2 separate regions of the Zea mays genome follow, and region 2 is linked to region 1. A link is a contact called in public Hi-C data. All regions are on one chromosome and are shown on one strand. Each heading gives the region's core, a stretch centred on a gene start, on an enhancer-like site or on the middle of the called end of the contact. The rest is flanking DNA. Distances are from core to core; before and after follow the strand shown. Region 1 holds the start of LOC732840 (30S ribosomal protein S9 chloroplastic-like). Region 2 holds the start of LOC100191336 (CF9).

Region 1 (5,627 bases), core at 1,089-3,588:
ATTGGATAATATGCCACCTCTCCAATATCTCCTATTATCAAGAACGAAAGAGTTTGTAGGATTTTGCTTTGGATAAAGTGTCACCTCTGCATTACCTCACAGGCCCAAAATGTGTTGGATCCAAATAGGGCCTAAGACCTGGTGTTTTGTGCAAATCGATTTAACATCCGCTCTTTACTCACACTAGTATGCTGATTATAGGCCATGTTGTTGCTGGGTACAACTGTTGCTTGTCGGAAAATCAACTTATATGAGAAGCTGGTGAAAAACAACTTCTACTTATTACCGTTTTTTTTTTTTCATTTTTAGAATTGGCTGAACTGATAAGTAATTACAGAAACATTATACAACTTCCGTTTAAATCTTTTAAAAAGTTGTGAAATAAGTTGTGCTAAACAGGGCCATAGGGCCATAAGTTCGTCCAATGCAGAATACACTTGACCAGCAGAATCAGATAGCCACCTCATGAAATTTGCTTCAGGAAAATAACACTACAGATATATCGTGTCCATTACAGATTTTGCACAGCAGTTGACAGAAAAAAAAAGGGCCTCTGGAAGTGGCAATGCAACAAGTGAACGTCCTCAACGCTTTGAGAACTGGGGCCGCTTGCGTGCCTTCTTGAGACCAGCCTTCTTCCTTTCAACGATACGGGTGTCCCTTGTCAGCAAACCTTCCGACTTCAGAGGAACCCTGTTGGCATTGCTGATTTTCACCAGCGCACGGGCAACACCAAGGCAAATTGCCTGGGCCTGGCCTGAGAGACCACCCCCGTGTACTTTCACAAAGACGTCATAGTTCTTCTCAAACCCTAGAGTCATCAAGGGTACCTTGCAGTACTCCATCCACATTGGATTTCCCTGCAGATACTCCTGTGTATTTCGAGAGAGAGAAAATCAGTAAGCACAGTTGATCAAATAAACATCTTCAACTAGATCAGTTGACTTGATTGAAGTTGCACTTTCAGTCACATTAATGGTTGTGTTGTATACTTGTGCAAACCAGCCTAACGAGAACGTCTAAATTGGTGCCACGGTGGTATGTAACATAGTCACAAAGTTCCTGGATCTCGATAGGGTCGAGGAACGGTGGTATGTAATCCTTCAGGCATTTAAGAAGTTTATAAACTGAGGATGGTGCAGGTCGATGGGCACTTTGCATTATCTATCCAAATTGCAGATAATATCATGACTGCAATTGCTTTCAAAGATCTGTTCAGGGTCCTTCGTGGAAAAGATCAGAGATCAGATAGACAGCACATAATTTGGGTCCATAGTTCAGACCATGATGGACTTGAATATTTTCTTCCTCAAGCAACTGAAAAACGTAACTCAAAATAACAACCACACAGATCAGCAGGCCAAATGACAGCTGATTCAGTGCCTCCTGCTTTTGAAGTTGACAATAGCAACAAAGATAATGCAAAGAGCCGCATAGCTGCTGCCAAGATAGTTTTATATCTAAACTTTGCAAGGTAAATACACTATCCATGTAAAATGATCCAAAATTCGAAGTAAAACTAAAAATACACTAACCACATTGTCATTGTCGCCAAAACTTTGACTTTAAAAGTTTAGTTCAGCTTGCCAGCTACTTATTTTTTAACTGAAAGCTTTCCATGCATTTATGTTATCGCCATTTCCGTTTCTTCCACATTTCTTTTAGAAGTCTTACCGCCAGGCATCAAAGCTTCAGAGTCTTTGACACTTTGTTGTTACTACTACAAGTAGCATGTAATAAGCACATTGGTAGATATCAGTAACAATAGTACTGCAGCATTTTGACCACAGCGGTTTAATTCGTCTCCTGAAATTCTAAGGTATTAACCAATTGCAGAGTTACAGGGATAGTACTACCGATTGCAATGCGGCCCAAACAACATAATGGAGCGACGTTGGTGTAATAAGTGCGTGCAATTCTCGGATTGATAGGCACCTTAGCGTCGCGGAAGTTGATGAAGACCTTGCCGGTGCCCTCCTGGAGCACGACGCGGGCGATGGCCGTCTTGCGACGGCCCGTGGCGGTGATCCGCTGCGCCGCGAACCCGCCCGGCAGCCGCTGCTTCACATACTTTCGCAGCGCGATTCCCGACAGCGCATCCTCCTCCGCCTCCTCCTCGACAGCCATCACCTCCTCGGCGGGCAGGTCCGCCTCGAACGATTCGGCGGCTTCGGCTGCGGAGGCGCGGAGCGCGAGGCTAACAGCGCGGCGGTAGGTGGAGCGCAGGCGCAGGAGCGGGGCCGGGTGAGGCTTGGGGGTGGAGGTCGATGGGAGGGAGAGGTGGGAGAGGGCGGCGGCGAGGGAGGAGACGGAGAGCGCCATACTTCGGCGTGGCCGCGTGGGCTGATGGGCGAGCGGGCGCTATGGATAGGGAGCGTCGCGGCGAAGGGGATAAGCAGACTCTGAGCTCTGTTTTTTTAATTATTTTCAATTCTTTTTAAAAATAATCTTTCTTGTGCTGCCATTATGAAACCTGTTCTATAAATACTTTGATTATGACTCTAGAACCAGACTATATCGTAGCCTAATTTGCTAATCCGATACAACCTCAATGATTATCGTAGGGGTGTTTGGTTACTGTCACATCAAATATATAACTATTAATTATAATTAATAATTACAAATATTAAATATAATCTTAGTTAGATTTAATAAAATCATCTTGTCTTGACGTCTTCATATATGTAATTAGTTTTATAATTAGATTATATTTAATACACGTAATTATTATTTAAATAAAAACATGAGAGATACTAAATTTTAGTTGGGTGGAATTAAACACCTTAGGATGGTGCGATTGAAGAGAAGTGGGAGACACATGTCATACCTTCATGGCCAATGCTCATAGCCGCATTTGTCAACGAAATCATGTCATATGTCAGTGTCCCTCCGTCTTACCCATGTCCAGTGGTGTCATGGCTATAGTCAATTATAGGTCCATCATCTTCTCACTCCTCACTATTTTTGTTTGGTTTGTGGAATGAAATGAGTTGATTCATCATTACCTCATTCATCATAGTTAGTTAGTTAGTACTAATATGAGGAATATGGTCATCCCACCAAATTTGAGGAATGAACCCATGATGCACCACCTTAATTTGGATGTAGTGATTCCTTAAACCAAACACCCTCTTAGTCACCAGCGTCGTCGTGTCTAGGGTTAGTTGCAGTTGGCTCTTTGGAGCTTGGCGGCAAAGGATACATGGGCTCTAGATCCCGGTATTGATTGTGGCGGCTAGGGTTTACAGGAGCACAAGAGTGTTGGCTTCCGTGTGGATCCTATCATGCATTTTTGTGGCGCTTCTTTTGACCGGGGACAACAGCCATAGATTGGTTTGCTCCCACGATCAAGGCGTGATGTAACCCTATATGAGGAGTTTGGATAAGCTCCAACTTAATTATCCTAACCAAGTCACCAGCTAACATGAAATAGTTATAGTATTGCAAGTTTTATTTGATTATTTTTATTCTAATGAAAATATGTATTTTTGGATTCTCACTTGTTGTCTTTGCCAGACCACTAGATTTAGGGCCCGTTTGGCAAAGCTCCAGCTCCTGCTTCTTTAGCTCCAGATCCTGATCCTCGTGAGTGCACCGCCAGGCCATAAAAACATCATTAACCCTAGTATCAACTCCTTATAGCTCTTGAGACATTTTCACAGCTACAACAAAATAACCACTGTTTGCTATGACGATAGTTTGGAAATAGCAATAGAAATATTAAGAGTGGTAATTTAGGTGATTATGTAAAAAAAAAGAAAAATCATGTTATAGCCTTTTTTGCATCAACGATGTGTATGGCTTCATAATACAATTAACATATTCAACCCAACAGTAGTAACAAACATAACAACATAGCACAACTTTCCATGAACAAAAAGAAACTAAGAAGCCTCAATTTTGGTGTTGAATCGCCATCCATATATTGCCAAAATATCCATTGCCACCACTTCCATTGCGTAACAAACATCTTTCATATCTTGGTGTAACTCCTTTTGCAGCAGCCTCCAAAATATGAGCCAGTAAAACTCCTTGAAAGTCACTTGTATAATTAAAGGTATCTGTTTTCTATTAGTACAATGAGAGAATACTTAATTATATTAATAAGAGTTTAATGTCATTTTGTTATTGTGAGCCTTCTTTACATCTCATCTATCTCCACTTGACGACGAAAATAGGCTCGCAATTTTGACATTTTAGAGTGGAGGGAGTAGAAAACATTTTAACAAGGGTAGGCAGAACACAATTGTCTTCCCTTCATGTATGAGGCCAGTGGCCACACGTATTTCCTGTTTTGCAAAAAGGGGCAAGGAGATGGAAACTACAAAAAAAAAGGTCCTTTAGTCGGACTGTAAGCGAAGCTTGGGCCGTGGGCTCATAAGGCCATAGATAAAAGAAGGAAACAGTCCAATTTACATTCCTGAACTATGGTAGTCGATCTTTTTCTGATCTATAAAATCAGATTTTTAACCTTCCAACTTTAGAAAAACGTACACTTTTATAGTCTGAATAGTTTTGATGGTGATTTTGCTGATATGGTGTCATGTTAGAAAAGATAAATTGAACTAAGTGTGAAGTTAAAGGAGGCAATTGATACTATTTTTTATAGAAATATGTAAAAATTATTAAAACATTTAAAAACTATCCAAATATATTTTTACATGGAAAAACTATACAACTGAAAGCATATATTATGGTCAAAAAATTTGTTTTAGCTCAAAAAATATAAAACTAACTAATTTTTTATACTAAATCATGCTCTATATTATGGTGCATATATTAAAATATCTTATTTTTTATATTTACTTCATCTTTACAAATATTATGACTTATGGGGTCTTGGGGCCTGCTCTGCCGAAGGTCCCCAGAATACCTTTACTTCGGCGCGAACAAATGTGTTTCATGTACATAACTGATGGCGGACGAAGCTAGCCTTCAACCGAAGTGCTGCCAAGAAAAGTCAAAGCAGTGTGAAGAGAACCTTCGTTTAACACCTACAAACGGTAAGGGTGTAACTCGAAGCCACAAGCCTCGGCATGAAGAAGCTTTCAGGCACAAAGTGACGAAGCAATCGCTGTCTGAGACCAGTGCATCAAGAAAGAAAGAGAAAAAGACAACGGTGTCACTACATCGTTTGTAAACCATGTGTGTAAATTTTATGTGCATGTCTGTAACTTTCCACAAAGTTGTTCATTTCTCTATAAATAGGTGAACAATGCCCTACATAAATTCACATTTTCGAGGGTCTTACTTCATTTAGCTTAGCCTTCAAAGTATCTTCGAGCTATCCTATATAGAAAATCTGAAAGTATGCTTGTAAACTCATTTAATACGAAGAGAATAAAAAGAAAATTCTAAGGCATGAGAGACGAGTCTTGTATTTCACTTCTTATTGCTCTATGATTTATTATTCTTTTGTCCATATTTCTTCTCGAGAACCTTCGTCTTCAATTTGTTACTTCGAACAACTAACAACATGTGGGCGGAGATTCGTATTCCTAACTATGTTGCCTTGTTTTTATGTCATATAGCAATCGAAAAAAGTGACCAACATGACCCATGTGTAGAGATGACAACGGATATGTACCCGTCGGGTAGTATCATCTCATACTCGTATCCGTTAAAAA
Region 2 (5,627 bases), core at 895-3,394, 200 kb after region 1:
ACTGTCCGGTGTGCACCGGATATGTCCGGTGCGCCAACGGCTCCCAGATCTGCAACGGTCGGCCGCGCCATTTTAGGAAGGAAATCGGGCACCAGACAGTGTCCGGTGTGCACCGGACTGTCCGGTGCACCCGACGACAGAAGGCAAGATTGGCCTTCCAGATTTGCTCTCAACGGCTCCTAGCTGCCTTGGGGCTATAAAAGGGACCCCTAGGCGCATGGAGGACAACACCAAGCAACTTTAGAGCATTCTTGATCATCCACACTCAGTCTTTGCGCATTCGTTTGTCATTCTCAGTGATTCGAGCTCCGTTCTAGTGAGAACTTTGAGATAGTCTTTTGAGCTCAATTCTTGGCCGTGTGTGTGCGCATTTTGCTGTGGATTTGTGTGTGTTGCTTCCCTCCCTTACTCCGTGCTTCTTTGTGAACTTTAAGTGTAAGGGCGAGAGACTCCAATTTGTGGAGATTCCTCGCAAGTGGGATAAAGATAAGCAAAGCAAAACACCGTGGTATTCAAGTTGGTCTTTGGACCGCTTGAGAGGGGTTGATTGCAACCCTCGTCCGTTGGGATGCCACAACGTGGAGTAGGCAAGCGTTGGTCTTGGCCGAACCACGGGATAAACCACTGTGTCATCTCTGTGATTGATCTCTTGTGGTATTGTGTTTTGTTGAGACTCCTCTCTAGCCACTTGGCGATTATTGTGCTAACACTTAACAAGTTTTTGTGGCTATAAGTTTAAGTTTCGCAGGATCACCAATTCACCCCCCCTCTAGGTGCTCTCAGATGTGCTACTCCACTACATACATCATGTTCGAGGACACTCACACAACGTCAGCAACGTCCATCCTCCCAGCGCACAAGAATTCATGTCCGGTCAGTAGCGACTTACGTGGTAGGTTGGGCTTCAGGTGGACGATGAGCTAGACGACGTGATGGCGTCGTCGTCGGATGCGGTGTCCAGAACAACCCGAGAGTCGTCGATGTTGGCGACAACCATGAGGCCTCCCTGCTTAACGATGGACAGCGCGGTGCAGCTGCTCTGGACCGCGTCCAAGTGGTGGCTTCGCGGGAGCTTGTCGTACACAACGGCGCATGCGACCTCGTAGGACTGCTTCTAGAGGTCGAACTGACAGTCGCCAAGCTTCTTCTCGTCATCGATGAGCGACGCCAACGTGAGTGCCTCCTGCTCATGGTGTTTGTTCGGGGTTTCAAGTAAGAAACATGGATTCATGCTTGACGTTGGTTTATGAAAATGACACAGAAGTCTGATCTATGGAAAAATATTACGGAGAAAAATGTCACACATGCAAAAAAATGAATTTAAGTATAATACATTATTCAAACAAAAGAAATTGCATGCAAAGCTCTTCTTTAAATAATATTACCTCCATCCAAAAATCTAATTCAAGAATCTCGGCGATACTTATCTACTACTACGCATTGTGCAATGATAGCAAGTGAGCTTGGTGAGATATGTAGTAGATGTGTTTCCTATCATAGATGTAGATATAAACACATATGTGGTGTAGTGGTAGCTACTCTTGGCCTTTGCTTAAGAGGTCACATGTTCAAATCCCCTTGAGGACATGTGTTTTTTTAATTTTAGCTAGACGTGAGCTGTACGGGGGAATGAGAATAGGAATGAGCTTTGCGGGAGGAGGGAATATGAAAGACAGAATAAAGAATGAGAATGACAGACATGTGAATAGGAACGGTGGCAGAACAGAATGGCAGAATAGGAATGGTGGCAGAACACGGGAATGGCCGACTACTCTTGCAGCCTTAATAGTAGTAGAGATATTAGTAACATTTGTGTCTTTGAATAATTTTACTAAAATATAGATTTAAAGATCTAGCTAATGATATTAATTATGTACTATAAATATTAATATTCTCTTATATAAATTTGTTAAAACAAAAAATGGTTGACTCCTTGGAAAGTAAAAAATGACTAATATTATAGAAGGTTGGGAGTACTATTTAAACATTTTTATCCGCAAAACGTGGCACACGATACGATACGATGAGTCCTGGATTTTTCGGACACGGGCACACGGCTTCACAGTTCACACGGCGCGGAGCACAACCGCCGCGGGCCCCAGCGCGCTCCCATAAAAAAACCCGCCGCACCGCGCCACCGTCCCACCTCCCACGTGGCCTCGCCAATCGCCATCTACCCTATTCCCCGGGCATCGGAGACCGGGACGCCCAAGGATGGACCGCCTCGTCCTCTTCTCCCGCCGCCGCCGCCGCTGGATCCTCCTCACCGCGGCCGGTGCAGCGGCGGCTGTCGGCGCGTACAAGATCTACCACCATCCGGTCGTCGCGGAGCGCCGCCACCGCCTCGTGCGCCTTGCCGCCGCCGTCGCGGCCATCGCCGACGCCGCCACGTCGTCCGCCGACGCGGCGGCCCTGGTGGTCTCCGATCTCGCCGACTTCGTCCGGTCCGACGCGGACGAGGTCCCCCGCAGCGTCAAGCAGCTGGCCAAGCTCGCTGCCTCCCCCGAGGTCTCCGCCACCGTCTCCACCCTATCCGAGGCAGTAACCTCCGGGATGTTCCGCGGGGCGGGATCCTCTAGCTCCGGGCCCGGATCCGGCGGTACCGTGGCCCTCTCCGATCGTTTCGTAGACAAGCTCTTCTCTGATTCAGGCGAGCGTCTCGCGTCCGCGGTTGCCGGAAGCTTCGCTCGCCATCTCGTGCTCGCCTATTACTCCGCTCCTTCACCTCAGGGGGAGGCGTCCTCCTCCCCGACGGTGTGGGTCAACGTGGTCGCGACTGGAAAGTGCCGGAAGGCGATAAGCACCTGGGTTGAGGTCTTCGTGGGCACCGCGGTTAGGGAGTTCATTGACAAGACCATCCACATCAACACCTACGAACAGATCTTCGAAGGGCTCACCAATCCGAAACATGATGCCAAGGTCAAGGAATTGCTTGTTTCAGTGTGCAATAGTGCGGTTGAGACTTTGGTGAAGACCACTCACCATGCCCTGTACAATACTAATGACAACTTGGATGCAAATGATAGTTGTAGTGGCAGTGGCAATGGCAATGGAGTTGGGGAAGGTTGGGTGGAGAGGGTGTCGAGCACATTGGCAGTTCCTAGCAACAGGAAGTTTGTGCTTGATGTTACAGGGAGGGTCACATTTGAGACGGTGAGGTCATTTCTGGAGTTTGTTCTTTGGAAGCTACAAGATGGGGCAAGGAAGGGTGGTGACTCTATGGTTGACAGTGGGCTGCGTGTCGTGAGGTATATGAGCGATAAGTCAATGGTTATCGCTACGATCTGCATTACATTGTGCTTGCATGTGTTGAATGGGACTAGGCTCTTGGTAGCAGCTTAAAGAGCGTAATCGTTTGCCTTTCCTATTTTTGCACATTGTTTGTATAAAACTGTAGGAACCATACTTAAACTGTAAATCAGAAAAGAGTGGAAAGAAGATCAATTATGCAGCATAAGTCTGTTATGCATGTATACTTGAGATTGGTCTGCACGACTTTAGTGAGCGAGATGTTGATCTGTAGTACTGCCTGGGATTAATTGGCATTTAGATGCCTGCTGTTATTGAAGCCTTTTTTTTTAAAAAAAACAAGTATAGCATTACTAATATTGTGGGGGGTCAAGTTGGACCACTAAATTATGTGCTTTTGTATCTTGTCACCAATGATGTAAAAAGCTTGCCTTTTCACGCCATTATTGAATTATGTAAGATCTCAAGTTTGTTTTCAATGATACGAGTTATTTACTCGCTTGGGGTTTAAGTATTGTGTTGGTCGATGAAACGATATCTTATTATCTTGAATCTTGATCTTGAATTTTGAAATATTCACAAATCCTAGTCATACCAGGTTGACATTTTCATCCCTTTCTTTTGTCTTTATAAGTGAAGCAGGCGCACTGGTCCTTTCTTTACTTGTTACTTCTCTTGATCTTGATTTTGCAACATTCAGAAATCCTAGTCACCTAAGGCATCATTTATATGGTGGATATACCGATCTAGACTCCGGTGAGGCGGTGAATTGTTGGTGAATCTATTGTCAGTTGCTCTACTTGTGTATTGCAGATAGTGTCACTCACTTGAGCAACATTCAGACTTACTTTGGTTTGTTGGTGCCTCTCATAGTCTCATTTGCTTATATAAGTAAACATAAGCTGCCATTTTCTCTTCGTATTGACAAGGAGTTCACGGTCTGTTGGTAGATCCACATGTCTTCTGCAACTGTTCATGCTCCATACATCGCCAGAGCACTTCCTGTTCTGTTTTCCGCAAAATCTAAATAAATGTAGCAACTAAACTAGCGTCATATTTATGATTTGATCTGACAATATATAATTCGATCTGAGCTCATCTGTCTTGGCAAGTCACTTGGATTTTGAATGCCAGTAGCTTGCTTACATGTTTCTGTTTCACTGTGCATCTTTACCTGGCTACCCATAAGCCATCTGCTTTCCTTCCTCCTGCTATTCGTGGTGGTGGTGCTTGGATCTTTGGGTCCACTAGACAACTACATATGCGCGGATGGGCCAAATAGATACGGTGGTTTTTGTGGAGGGGCCAAGGCAAAAGCAGCCTCGGGCCAGCCTTATTTCCAGTCCATCCATTGCAGATATTTGTAGGGCATGCTTGGAAATGGGCCTCCACAAAGGCAATGGGGCCCTGTTCTGGTCAGAAACTTTTTTTACGGTGTGCTTGGAAATGGGCCTCCAAAAAGCCAATGGGGCCCTATTCTAATCAGAAACTTTAGGCCTCCAGCATTGACATTGACTTATCGACTGGCACTGCTTGCCGAAGAGCGAAGACATCGTGAACGGTTGAACACCAACATTTGCTCTCTCTCTCGCTTTATGTACATAACTGTGGTATATTTAGATTAGTTTTTTTAGCCAGATTCACCGTCAACAAATTGGAATTCCAACTAAAGCCTTGTTTGGATACTTTTGTATTCATCTTAATCCACATGTATTGATGTGGATTGTGATGTAAATTCTAATCCAGTTCAATACATGTGGATTAAGGTGAATACCATTATCGAAACAAAACCTAAATAGATTGAATAATTCTTTTGAAAATCTACAAATTCAACTAGCTCAATCCAGAATTTTCTCCTACCTTAGATTTTTAGATTCTCGTCGTCCATATTTTCAAAAATATTATTCAGTTGCCACTAAATGTATAGAAAAATATTATTCAGTTGCCACTAAATGTATAGAATCAAATCATTTTATTTTCTATCCGAAGGTCTCCACCCGACCGGATGCTCGATTCTTATCCGACAACACCTTCTAAGGAGAGATAATTGGATTTTTGCCACTCACAATGTTGTCTTCTTGTTATAATTACCATTGTGTCTATGAATTGTGGGTCCAGCTGGGTCTATGAAATGTGGGCCTGATGGCAATTTTACGAACCTGTTTCTTACTGATGGCAAATATCAGAATCTCTCTTCTAAGGACGATCAGAGTTGTCACAGCCTCTCTGTACCCATGACATGGCTTAATTAGCCTTCCCTAAACCACCATACGTCTTCCACATTGACCCTCTCATCGCCCAACATGCATGTCTGCACCTCTACAACCCCTACTTCGAGGTTTGGTGACTATGAGACTCCATTTACATGAAAGATGATG

Evidence for each region. A called contact is a pair of places that touch in the nucleus more often than the background predicts.
Region 2: a Hi-C map of leaf shows a contact between it and region 1, with 10 times the contacts expected there. The contact joins the promoter of LOC100191336 here to the promoter of LOC732840 in region 1. A contact is called at or near these places in 3 of 25 Hi-C or Micro-C datasets (ear and leaf).

The regions. Positions count from the first base shown.
Region 1 is chr1:287,896,101-287,901,727 of Zm-B73-REFERENCE-NAM-5.0, forward strand. It overlaps LOC732840 (30S ribosomal protein S9 chloroplastic-like), which reads right to left and starts at 2,339. Exons shown (of 2, transcript NM_001112446.2): 1 at 1,936-2,339; 2 at 457-872. The coding sequence starts at 2,322. The coding sequence ends at 585.
Region 2 is chr1:288,097,262-288,102,888 of Zm-B73-REFERENCE-NAM-5.0, forward strand. LOC100191336 (CF9) reads left to right here and starts at 2,145. Exons shown (of 1, transcript NM_001136770.2): 1 at 2,145-3,762. The coding sequence starts at 2,215. The coding sequence ends at 3,342.